3 separate regions of the Mus musculus genome follow, and regions 1 and 2 are each linked to region 3. The links are chromatin contacts, called in public capture Hi-C and promoter capture Hi-C maps. All regions are on one chromosome and are shown on one strand. The core of a region is the stretch at or near the end of the contact, and the rest is flanking DNA. Distances in the headings are between cores, read along the strand shown. Region 1 holds the start of 1700041B01Rik (a long non-coding RNA gene). Region 2 holds the start of Elfn2 (leucine rich repeat and fibronectin type III, extracellular 2). Region 3 holds the start of A730060N03Rik (a long non-coding RNA gene).

What was found. Promoter capture Hi-C pulls out the DNA fragments that hold promoters and counts their contacts. Capture Hi-C pulls out chosen DNA fragments and counts their contacts.
Region 1: a capture Hi-C map of embryonic stem cells shows a contact between it and region 3, with 2.9 times the contacts expected there. The contact joins the promoter of 1700041B01Rik here to the promoter of A730060N03Rik in region 3. A contact is called at or near these places in 4 of 39 promoter capture datasets (the 3T3-L1 cell line, cranial neural crest, liver and 1 more) and 1 of 9 other capture datasets (embryonic stem cells).
Region 2: a contact with region 3 is called in a promoter capture Hi-C map of embryonic stem cells, with 6 times the contacts expected there. The contact joins the promoter of Elfn2 here to the promoter of A730060N03Rik in region 3. A contact is called at or near these places in 11 of 39 promoter capture datasets (the 3T3-L1 cell line, 3T3-L1-derived adipocytes, cranial neural crest and 5 more), 1 of 484 Hi-C or Micro-C datasets (embryonic stem cells), 1 of 115 datasets of contacts at active chromatin or transcription factors (forebrain) and 1 of 9 other capture datasets (adipose tissue).

What each region holds. Positions count from the first base shown.
Region 1 is chr15:78,668,320-78,672,044 of GRCm38.p6, reverse strand. 1700041B01Rik (a long non-coding RNA gene) reads right to left here and starts at 1,407. Exons shown (of 4, transcript XR_003951540.1): 1 at 1,117-1,407; 2 at 711-838. It overlaps Elfn2 (leucine rich repeat and fibronectin type III, extracellular 2), which reads left to right. Exons shown (of 2, transcript NM_001358692.1): 2 at 1-3,725. The coding sequence ends at 171.
Region 2 is chr15:78,717,075-78,720,491 of GRCm38.p6, reverse strand. Elfn2 (leucine rich repeat and fibronectin type III, extracellular 2) reads left to right here and starts at 1,721. Exons shown (of 2, transcript NM_001358692.1): 1 at 1,721-2,088.
Region 3 is chr15:78,116,874-78,120,382 of GRCm38.p6, reverse strand. It overlaps A730060N03Rik (a long non-coding RNA gene), which reads right to left and starts at 1,588. Exons shown (of 2, transcript XR_875456.2): 1 at 1-1,588. It overlaps Cacng2 (calcium channel, voltage-dependent, gamma subunit 2), which reads left to right and starts at 1,103. Exons shown (of 4, transcript NM_007583.2): 1 at 1,103-1,702. The coding sequence starts at 1,492.

The DNA.
Region 1 (3,725 bases), core at 158-2,657, 550 kb before region 3:
AGCACACATAAGATCTGGGAGCGCTTCCGGCCCTACAAGAAACACCATCGCGAGGAGGTATACATGGCTGCCGGCCACGCCCTGCGTAAGAAGGTCCAGTTCGCGAAGGATGAGGACCTGCATGACATCCTTGATTACTGGAAGGGGGTCTCAGCCCAGCAGAAGCTGTGACCCTCTCCTCCCCCACCGGTGAGGTGATGGGGAGGAGGGCAAGGGGACTTGGGGGAAGGGCCCCCCAACAGGGTGGCCGGGAGACGGGAGACAGGCCAAGGAGCCTGGGGCCGAGGGGCCCGGGCCTAGGAGTGGACGCACACGCACACACGCACACACGCACCCACACACACACACTTGACCACCACCTGACTGTGAAGTAACCAACACCCAATAATAGCGGACAGGAAAACAAACATTTTCCTTAAAGTTTACAACCTGCTACTGACACCAGTTGTCTCTACTGTGCTGCCCAAGGGACTTCTTGCTGGGCTGGGGAAAGAGGCCAGAGAGGGTGTGGGGGGCCTGAGACTCAGGCGGGTTTTGGTGGCAAAAGAGATTTGGGTAGAGGTCAACCACAGGCCTCTTGTTCAGAGAGGCTATCCTCCAAGCTTGGGAACATTTCCCTTGGAGACGTGGCAACATGTGGACATTGGGCATCCTCTCCTCCCACTACGGATGGCCCAGAGAGAGGAAAAGAAGCCCTAGGGGTCTCTCACCCAACAGGTTACAGCTCTGTCTCCCAGCTTCCTGGCCCAGTGCTGGCCCCGCCTCCAGCTGCTCCTCTGGGCTCCGCCCCCATTCATCTGCTACTCCTTCCAAAGTTGTGGTCTCAGGGGTCTAGGGACTGAAGCAGGCAGGTGCTCTTTAGAAAGTCCATGGGCATCTACAAGGTGAAAGGCTATGGTCCCTAGCCCTGGGAGGCCAAGAGTAAGCAATGTCCTGCTAACCAGACAGAAGCAGAGGCAAAGGGTGCCACCAGCCCCCTTCAAGTGTCTTCCAAGTAGCCCTGGGGAGCTGCCTGGGTGTGGGGTGGTGGGTAGACCTGCTCCCCACTGGTATCTCAGGTGTAGGCCCCCATGCCACAGCCCCTAGTTTCTCTGGGTCTCCGGGACTCCTACCCACCACAGAGAGGCAACAGTGAATGACAAGGCCTGGGGCCAGTGTGGAGATGATGTAGAATGTGGGGATCTCTCCCTGCACCCTGCACCCCACTTGTCTGGCTCCTGCTGTGTGCAGCATCTCGGCCTGCCCAGGAGGGCATCTGCCCCACCCCACCCTGTCTTATCCCCTGGCTTAGAGGGACTCCCATATTTCCATGGAAATGGCCACCATCCTCTTTATGACCCACTCCCAACACCAATCAAAGCACAAACAGTGAGGTGCCTCCTACTGCCCTGGTCAGGGTGCAGGGCCAGGTTCCTGGCCCCTCCCCTTCCCTAGCTAGTCCGTTGCCATGGCAACCCAGAGCCTGGCAGTTGGTGCCCAGAGCGACTAACTGACCAACCGTTGGGCTCTCTCACTGAGTTCTCTCAGTGTGGGTGGCAGCAGAGGGGGGTAAAGGAAGCCTGGCCAGGTGGCAGCTCTCTCGAGAGCCAAGAGCTTCTGGGGACAAGCTCTGGAGTCCCGAGACTAGGCTAAGGCATTGTCCTTTGCCTTTGAGTGGGCAGTGGGCCTGTGGGGCATTGGGACAGCTGTACTGGGCAGTTCTGCCCCCTGCCTGTGTGCCCCTTAGCTTCCCATTGAGATAGGGAGGAGCCTTCTCAGCTCAACCCCAACTTCCTGAGACTCCTTCATTCCTGCTGCTCTTTTTGGCTTACATGAGATAAGAGATTTGTGACTCTTGAGTGAGGAGGATGGTGGGCGAGAGGCATCTCACTTGACCGGTGAGGGCTCTGACCAGGAAAGCTAGGGCTATCCTTGGGGGTAGGGTATGGGGAAGGACCGGGGGTGGGGAGACTTGACTGAACACCTCTATCACATCGACTTCGGGGTGGGCTGAGCCCAGGGCTCACTCAGGGGTGACATTTGCAAAAAATAAAAATAAAAAATAAAGAAAAAAAAAGACTGTTCTGGGGAGAGGAGGGGACTGGCCAGCCTGGATGTGGAGAACAGAGCTCCCTTAGCCACAAACCCCACCCCTCACCCTACCCTATACCCACTGACCACCCTGAGAATAGCAGGCAGGCCGAGAGGCTAGGGGCGTGAGCAAGCAGACCCCTGTTATCTTTGCATGACGATTTTACTGTATTTTTTCTGAGCAAACATCTGTCGTGTATGTGCCAGTTTGTCCAGACTCCCCTCCCCACCCCCATTCCCTCCATGTGATCCAAGCAGCTCTTGAAACCCAGGGAGGGCCAGCTCTGCAGAAGACCAAAACAGGTGCCGCCAACCTAGCCCTGCCCCAGACCCTCCTCCCATCTTTCTGGGCATTGGGCCCACAAGTGTTTGCCTGCCTTCCTCCATCTTTACAGACACTCCTTCCCTGTTAACCATCTCTGTCCTGAACCACTTCTGCTTGTTCTTCCTCCTCTCCACCGGGGAAAAGCAGCCTTAGAAGAGTGTTCTCAAGGCCATGTTCCTGTGGGAGGGGCTGTGGAAGGATCCACACCGGGCTGTTTCCATCTGGAAACGAAGCTGGGGCCCTCCAAAGAGGCACCCGGCCAGCCACATGGGACAGATGGAGAGGACTGTCACACTGAGTACAGGAGGCTAGGAGCTTGGAGCTTCATGGAGAGAGGCGTGGGGCCCTGCAGGAGGGGAGTGTCATGCCCAGGGAGACTCCTCACAGTGGAGTGGGCTCTGTCCCTACTTGTTTGGCCATCATTCTTGGTTGAAGGTGACTTATAAAACCTCAGATGCCACTTCAGGGGGAACTTTAAAGAGAGGGTCCATTTCAACAATGGGGACCAGGCCACAGGGACCTTTGAGACAGAGCAATGATCTAAGACATAGGTACCTCCATTGGGCAGGTCCCCCAGTTGATCTGGCCGTCCTCTAGGGCAGGCCCTAAGAGGTTTTCCCTCTGGGATGTTCTTTCTACTATCTAAAATGGCTTGTCCCTGGGCAGAAGTACAATTGTCACAAAATGCCAAATGGATTCTTATACCCTGGAGCCAAGTGAAACCCCCTGACATTGAGTTCTGGGCTGAGTCGTGGGACAGGCCATGATTAGGGGCACAGGGAGGATCCCAGGGCCTTAATGGAGTCAACCTGGGAGACATGTGGGTAGGAGGTGACAACTGGGCTTCCCTGACCTGTTAGAGAACAGCCTGTGAGGTCCCGTTTGTGGGAGCGTGTGGCCTTCCCGAAATAAGCTTAAGTCAGATGGGAAACCGCTTAGTCTTAGCAGGTTCAGGGAGCCTGGACCAGGTTCTCGAGTCTGTGGAAAGGTCCCCTGTCACCAATGGCCCTTCAACTCCTTCCTACAGAGCAGGAAGCTCTGAAACAAACCGATGCAGGGCTGAAGGGCCTGTCTAGGGAGGTAGGCAGGGAAAGCCCACTTAGGAGGGCCTGGACAGTGCACGGAGGGAGGCAGCTATTGATGGTGCTGACATCTGGGGCTGGCCCATGGCCCTCCTCCATGTTCCCGACTAGAAATCGCATTTGCTCACAATCCAGAAAATTTAAGGAGTTGAAGTTGGGTAGAGGTACAGGGGAAGGGGAACCTCTAGACAGACCCGGCAGGGGGGAGGGTGGGGGTAAGGGTGGGGGACAGACAGGAACAGAGGTGA
Region 2 (3,417 bases), core at 472-2,971, 600 kb before region 3:
AGGTGTGACTCTCACTCTGGCTGATGACCGGGACACTCATACAGATGAATCAGAGATGTTACTTTGCAATTCTATGCCTGGTGCTTCCCAGAGTCAGTGCTCAATGTCTTGGACCAGGGCTGGATTTAGTAGGCCTCTGCCAGCGCCCACCTCAGCACACGCGAGCCACAGGGAGTTTTCTGCAGTCGCGCATTTGATCCGCTAGAGGGCGCAGGGGCAGCCGTCTCTTCAACAGAAGCGAGCTTGGCGGAGGTGGGATCGGGAGATGGTGGGGTGGGGGATGGTAGGGGCGGGGGTGGGGTGTGTGCTACTGGAGCTGGACCCACCTCGGTGCCTAGCCTCGGTTAGGGAACCCTGAGTTCTTATGGTCCCTCTTCGGGGAAGGGGATTAGGTTAGTAGACAGAGGCAGCATAAGGTTTCATTGGGTCTGCAAAGAAGATCTGAAGGATGGGTAGGAAGAAATGCGCCTGCCACTCAAAAAGGTACAGGTCGGGAGGCTTAGAGGTGAGACACCCCACAGTCTCTCTAAATTGTGACATAACAGGTGGCCTGGGTCTCAGCGCTTATCTACCCTTCTGGTCCTATCCTGGGCTACTTTCCTGTCCTCGGATGACAAGAGCGAGGCGATTTTGTACAGCATTTCTTTCTGCTCTAGTGCTACCCAACTCCACGGGTCCCTCTGTACTAAGTACACCAGGATGCTTTCCGCCTCTGTGACTTTGCACATGTCGTTCCCGCAGTCTGGGATACCCTTCTCCACTTCCTTCAGCTGAGCAACTCCTACCCATCAGCTCCCATTCATCTGTCCAGACTCAGCCCAGGCCTGTTAGGAGTTCCAGCAGCCGGGCTGAGTCGCTGTGCACCACCTGAGGACAGGCTCTGGTGAATGCGGCCCGGAAAAGTGATTGCGAAGCACAAAGTCTGGCGGCGGCAGAGCTCAACTGTCTGGGTTGGCGGGTCACAACGGCTGGAGGAGACTCCTGACATCAGCCCAGACTCCCACCAGCTGCTTGTGTGCCCAGCTTCGGGTGCAGAGCCTCAACTACCGCTGCCTTGCAGGGAGACTCCCTTGCAGGTGGTGGTGGTGGTGGTGATGGTGGTGGTGTCTGTGTTTGAAGCGGAGCTTAAGCTGTGGCCAGGAAGGCCTTAGGAAGTTTCTCTTTGTGGCCACAGAGCCCAATATGCTCCCGGGGATGGGGTAAGGCAGCGAGGGGTAGCCAAATGCCTTGGTTTGGAGGCAGGGAGAATTGGGAGACTCCACGGACTCGGACTCGCTGTATAAACTTTGGGCAAGCACTCTGCTCACCCGCCTCAGCTGTCCCGCCTGCAAAATGGGAACGCAGCAGCTCCACCGCAGTGCTCTCCAGTGGTTACACGCGGAACACCGGGTCAGGGCGCAGGCGGAAAGGGGTGCTCGGGCATGGGAAGGGGGGAAGCGGGGTTGGGGATGAGATTGTCCTCGAGCAGGGCGCTGCACCCGGGGCAACTTTGCCTCCAGCTGTTGAATGAGCTGGAGGAGGCGGTGGTGGGGTGAACTGAGACATAGCCCGGAGAGAGGTGGCCGAGGTGGGGCGGGGCCGGGGGGCGCGCTCGGCGGGTGCCCGGGGCTTGGCGGTCCGCGGTGCAGCCACCTCACAGGGCGCTGCAGCTGCAGTAGCGCCAGAGCCCAGCGCGGCCCCCGCCCCGTGGCGTGTGTCTGGGAGCGCGCTTGTGGCCGTGGAAGCAGACGGCGGAGGGGCGGGAGGGTCTGCAGCGGAGAGAGGCCTGTGAAGGGATCTGGCTACAGAGCCGGACGGACCGACAGACGCAGTGATCGCCAGCCCCTGAGGTCCTCCGCCCAGCACCCGGGCCCTCTGCGGGCAGCAGCCCTACGCGGCGGGAGGCGGGGGTGGCAGTGTCTGCGCGCACACGCACGCTCACAGACACACACGCCCGGGCCACGCCACAGACACACGACACGCACAGAGCCACGGCCGGCCGCCGCGCACACTCGCACCCGCGCTCACGCTCGCTCTCCGGCGCAGGCCCCGCAGCAGCCGCTGCCGGGAGGTGGTGGCATCCCGCTCGGATCCCAGTCAGGACTGGAGGTGAGTGGATTCCTCCGGATCCGAGTGCTGCAGGCGGCTGGCGGGGACCCCGGGAATCCAGGCTGAGCTGAGGGCTCCCTGGCCGCCAGCGGGGGTGGGGCTTGGAAAGGGACCTGGGAGGGGAGGATGAGGCAGGGAGAGCCACTCTTCTTGGTTCTTCTTGGTCTGGGGATCCCCCATAAGACCCCCAAGGGACCACCCTGCGCAAGGTGGTGGGGGAGAGGCTGGGCGGAGGCGTGGTGGGAGGGCAGGGAGGACGAGCGTCGAGGTGAACATTTTCGCGGTGGTGATGCAGAAGCTTGAGCAGGGTTTTGCTAGCCAGTACCACGCCGCACCTCTCTGGCCCCCATTTTGGCGAACCAGAGCTCCGGCCCGCTTTTCACTGAGTCGTGGCGGGTCAAGGAATTCATCTCACTGGTAAGGGGGGCTTCACAGGGTGGCTAGATCTCTAGCCCAGGGGGAAGGGACCGGCTTTCGACTTGCCCCCTATCTCTCAGGGGCACTGTGAATGTAGTAGGGGGACCAGAGTTAGGGTATGCTGGGACCCTTGCAAGGACTTGGATTTTTTTCCCCTCGGCAGGGCTGGTGTGGGACAGAAGCACCAGCATAAACGGACAGACTGCAGCTCTGACTGAGCCCCACCATTGCCTAGTGGTGTGTGTGTGTGTGTGTGTGTGTGTGTGTACTGCTACTGGCTAGGAGGGGGTAGAGGGTGGGTGTGTTGGCTGGTGGGGTGGTATATGCATGTGGAAAGGATGTGTATTGACTCAGGATAGACCCCCATTGCCACACAGACACACACACAATCTGTGGCTCAGCAGGGCTTCCTTGGAATATTTGGAGGGGAGAGAGCTTGTATGTGTCTGTGTGTCTGTATGTGCCTGTGTGCGTCTCTCTCTCTCTCTCTCTCTCTCTCTCTCTCTCTCCCTCTCTCTCTCTCTCTCTCTCTCTCTGAATCTGCGTACTTGGGGAGATTGTGTGGAGGAGGATAGAGGCTGCCAGGCCTCGGTGTGTCAGGCATGACCAAGGAGAATGAGCCGGGGACACTGCTCAGAATCTCAGCCAGATCTGGATACATGTGGTACTTAAGGGTACTTCCCAGGGCTCTGGACTCTTCTTACCCTGCAGCTGGCTCCTTGTTGAGAGATACAGGTGTTGAACTGGGGTGTGTGTGTGCGCCTGTGTGTGCTGAGTGCGCGTGCATGTGTGTGCGCGCGTGCTCCTGTGTCCGGCTGCGGATGTCACTGTCAGCAGGCCAGGCTGTGGGAGGAGAAGCTGGGGGAAGGGGCAGCTGCTCGGCAGTACCTGGAGGAATGTAGTAGAAGCTGC
Region 3 (3,509 bases), core at 339-2,838:
GTTTTGTGGGAATCTGACTGTGATGGGAGGACTGTATTTGAAGCTCTGGGCACGTAGAGATGGAATGAGAAGGAGGCTGAACTGGAAGAAACACCAAGGGGGGAGGGAAGAGGAGAGAGAGAGAGAGAGAGAGAGAGAGAGAGAGAGAGAGAGAGAGAGATCGCCAGCTACGCCTTCCTCCCAGCTCCAGGAGGCCCCGGCCAGCGCTCATTCCGGAACTGTGGAACAGGAGTCCGGGAGGCCAGGCAGCCCTGCGCTTGGCCCTGGCCTGGCCCGTCCGCGGACGACAGAGGCCCCGTGGCCAGGGCCCCACTCCTGGCCGGCTACAGAGCGCAGGGAGCGCACAGAGTGGGGGAGTTGTCCAGTTCAGCACCACGGCGACGCAGTAGGTGGGCGCTCCTGCTCCGAGAGCTGTCCAGTCCAGCACCGCGGCGATGCTGTAGGTGAGAGCGCCCGGTCGTGGGGAGCTGTCCACTTCAGCACTACGGCGATGCAGTAAGTGGACGAGCCCGGCCGGGGTGAGCTGTCCGTTTCAGCACCACGGCGATGCTGTAGCTGGGAGCGCCTGGCCCGGGGCTGCGCGGCCGTGAGCGGGGGAGGCGGGCGGGCCTGCCTGCTGCAAGACGCCGGCTAGCGCGCCCCATCGCTCGCTCGCTCGCTGGCTTCCGAGGAGCTTTGCGGATCGGGGGAGGGAACCCCGCCTCGATTCTCCGGGAGAAACCCCCTCCCTCCCCCACTTCGCCGACACTACCCCCGCCGCCAACAACAATAACCGCGGCTGCTCGTCCTGCCGCCACCGCGCCCGCCAACCCTGCTGCCGCTGCCGCTGCCGCCGCCGCCGCCGTTACCGCCGCCGGGGCACAACCATGGGAGGCGAGACCCCCTCACCGGTGCAGCTGAGCTCGAGGGCTTGCAGAAGACTGGGCAGTCTCCTCTGAAACGGAGGCGCCTCGAGGACCCCCTCCCTCCCCAAGGAAGAGAACTGGCGAAGCCACGGATTTTCATGGCGCAGGCCGCAGAGCCGCGAACGAAGACCGAAGGTTGCTTCCCAGCTCTTCCAGTCTCTAACTGTCTAGGTCCGGACCATGAGAGATGGTGTTGAGAATTCGGCTGTACCCTGGCGCGCTGTGGAAGCCATCTCCAAATTAGCGATCACATATGGAAACTGGAGACCAGAATTTTAGGAAAAGAGATTAAGGCATCTCACTTGGGGGGGTGGGGGGGTGTCTTTTTATTTATTTTCCCTTTTTTTAAAAAAATCGCTGCAACTGGAACAGTTTTTTGATCTCAAAAGGCAAGCCTCTCTTCCCGTGTGATCTTTATAATTTACACACTTTTCCGTGAGCTTTCTTATCTCCCTTTTTTTATATCTCTCCATATTCTCTATTCACACATATATCCATTATATTAGTAGTGGAATTACCAATCGCACCCTCACACACACGCTCCTGAGAACCAGAAGTCGGTTGGGTGTTTATATAATGAAGAATTATGGGGCTGTTTGATCGAGGTGTTCAAATGCTTTTAACCACCGTTGGTGCTTTCGCTGCCTTCAGCTTGATGACCATCGCTGTGGGAACCGACTATTGGCTGTACTCCAGAGGGGTTTGCAAGACCAAAAGTGTCAGTGAGAATGAAACCAGCAAGAAGAACGAGGAAGTTATGACCCATTCCGGATTATGGAGAACCTGCTGCCTCGAAGGTATTTGATTTCCAACCTCCTCCCCCTTCCCACGCCGCCCCTCCCCTCCACACCCCCCCCCCCGCCTCCAAATAAGTCCCCTCCACATTCCACCATTTTCCCACTTCACTCCCTCCGCCGCTGCCGCTGCAGATCAAGGTTGACTGGGTTAGTTTCAGAGGAAAGAAAATCAATAAGCAGAACCCACACTCTCTACTCTTTGGCTTCCACCCCGTCCTCCCAAACCTCCTCATTGGAATGATCTATGGTATGGTGAAAACAGGAAATTGTCTGTAGAGTTCAGATGTGCTCTGGATGCTTTGGAGTCCTTAGGGTTTGCCTTTGGGTCTGGCTTTGCCACCTATGAGGAGGGAAAAATAATTGCTTCCCTGTGTGCTGCTCAGCCTTTTGCAATGAAGGATTCAGAAAAAAATGCTCTTCCTCTTCTCTCGCTCCTCAAAAGTTACAGGCCCAGCACCATCTGCAAGTCTCCCTTTAAAAAAAGAAATCTGTTGTTTCTAAGAATCCTTATTTGGTAGATTCTAATTATTCTAGGAGCTCAAGCCGAGTTCAAGAGCATTTCGTAATGTCTACGAGCCCCGCGTACCATTCGAGGTGGCTGGCTGTGTGTATGTGTGTGTTTTTAACGTTTACGAAGTCTAAAATGCATGTGTCTCTCACAGGAAACAAGCCCAAGTTCTAATCAACAGCGGTCACTTGCGGGTTAGACCGAGCGCTGATTTGCTTCCACGCAGAGTGACATGTCTGTCACCCAGAAGCAAGTCGAGTCAGCACTGTGCAGGCAGGAGGCGAGGGCATGGAGAGGTTGAGGGGTGGAATGGGAAAAAATGGGGTGGGGGTGTCAGCTGTTGGTCTTGATCTTGCAGAGTCATTGGGGCATGTGCGCCGCATGTGCTGTGGGCTGAGGGGCTCCCACAATGTAAAGGCCAGGACACTAGGACATGAGGAAGGCATGTGCTTTTGGGATACATTAATAAACACAAGAGGGGGGAACTCTGCAGGTCATACAAGCTGCATTTAGCCACAGACTTTAATATGAAGGAGTGAATTTGCATAGCTATATCTGTCTGTGTGCAAAAGCCACCTATAGGAAGACAGACAGAGAGACACATATGCCCCTGTATGGAAAGAGGCTTGTATGTGTTCCACTGATGTGAACCAAGCCTGGAGGCCCTTTGAGGTGGCATCGGGAAGTGAGCACTGCAGAACTGTTTGTTAAGCTCAACATGGGATGGTGCTGCAGGGAGTTGGGGCCAGCAGATGGGGGAGAGGGCAAAACTGATGTGATCCTGGGGGGTTGGGGGGTGTCTAACCTATACTAAGCCAAACACTGGTCTGGGAAAAGAGCTCCCATCACATGCCCCCTCCCGGTGTTCTTGGTGCAAACGGTTGAGTGATGGCTGAACATGTTTTGAATAGCTAAGTGACTTCATTGAGCGATGGTCTGTTTGACGCATACTGCATTTGATACCCTTTCTCAGTCCAAGCGCTGCCTTTAACATTCTGCAGAGGTGCTCTCTGCTGAACACTCCGTGCTCCTCCTCAGCCAGAGAGTCAATATCAGGAAATTAATAGGGACCGTTTTACACACACGCATTCTGCCTCTCTTAAAAAATGAAAAGCCTTTCATAGCGCCAGTCATTTTCAGTGAAAAGGCAGCTTCCATGTAATTAAACATTTATGGCAAGCTTTGATGCCGAAAGAGAAAGAAAGCAAAGGGAATGAGGGTTGCTTTGGGGACATGATCCTGGCAGCTGTTTGCATTCCTTGGATTTTGGTTAGAGGGATAAAAGATCTGCAGCCAAGA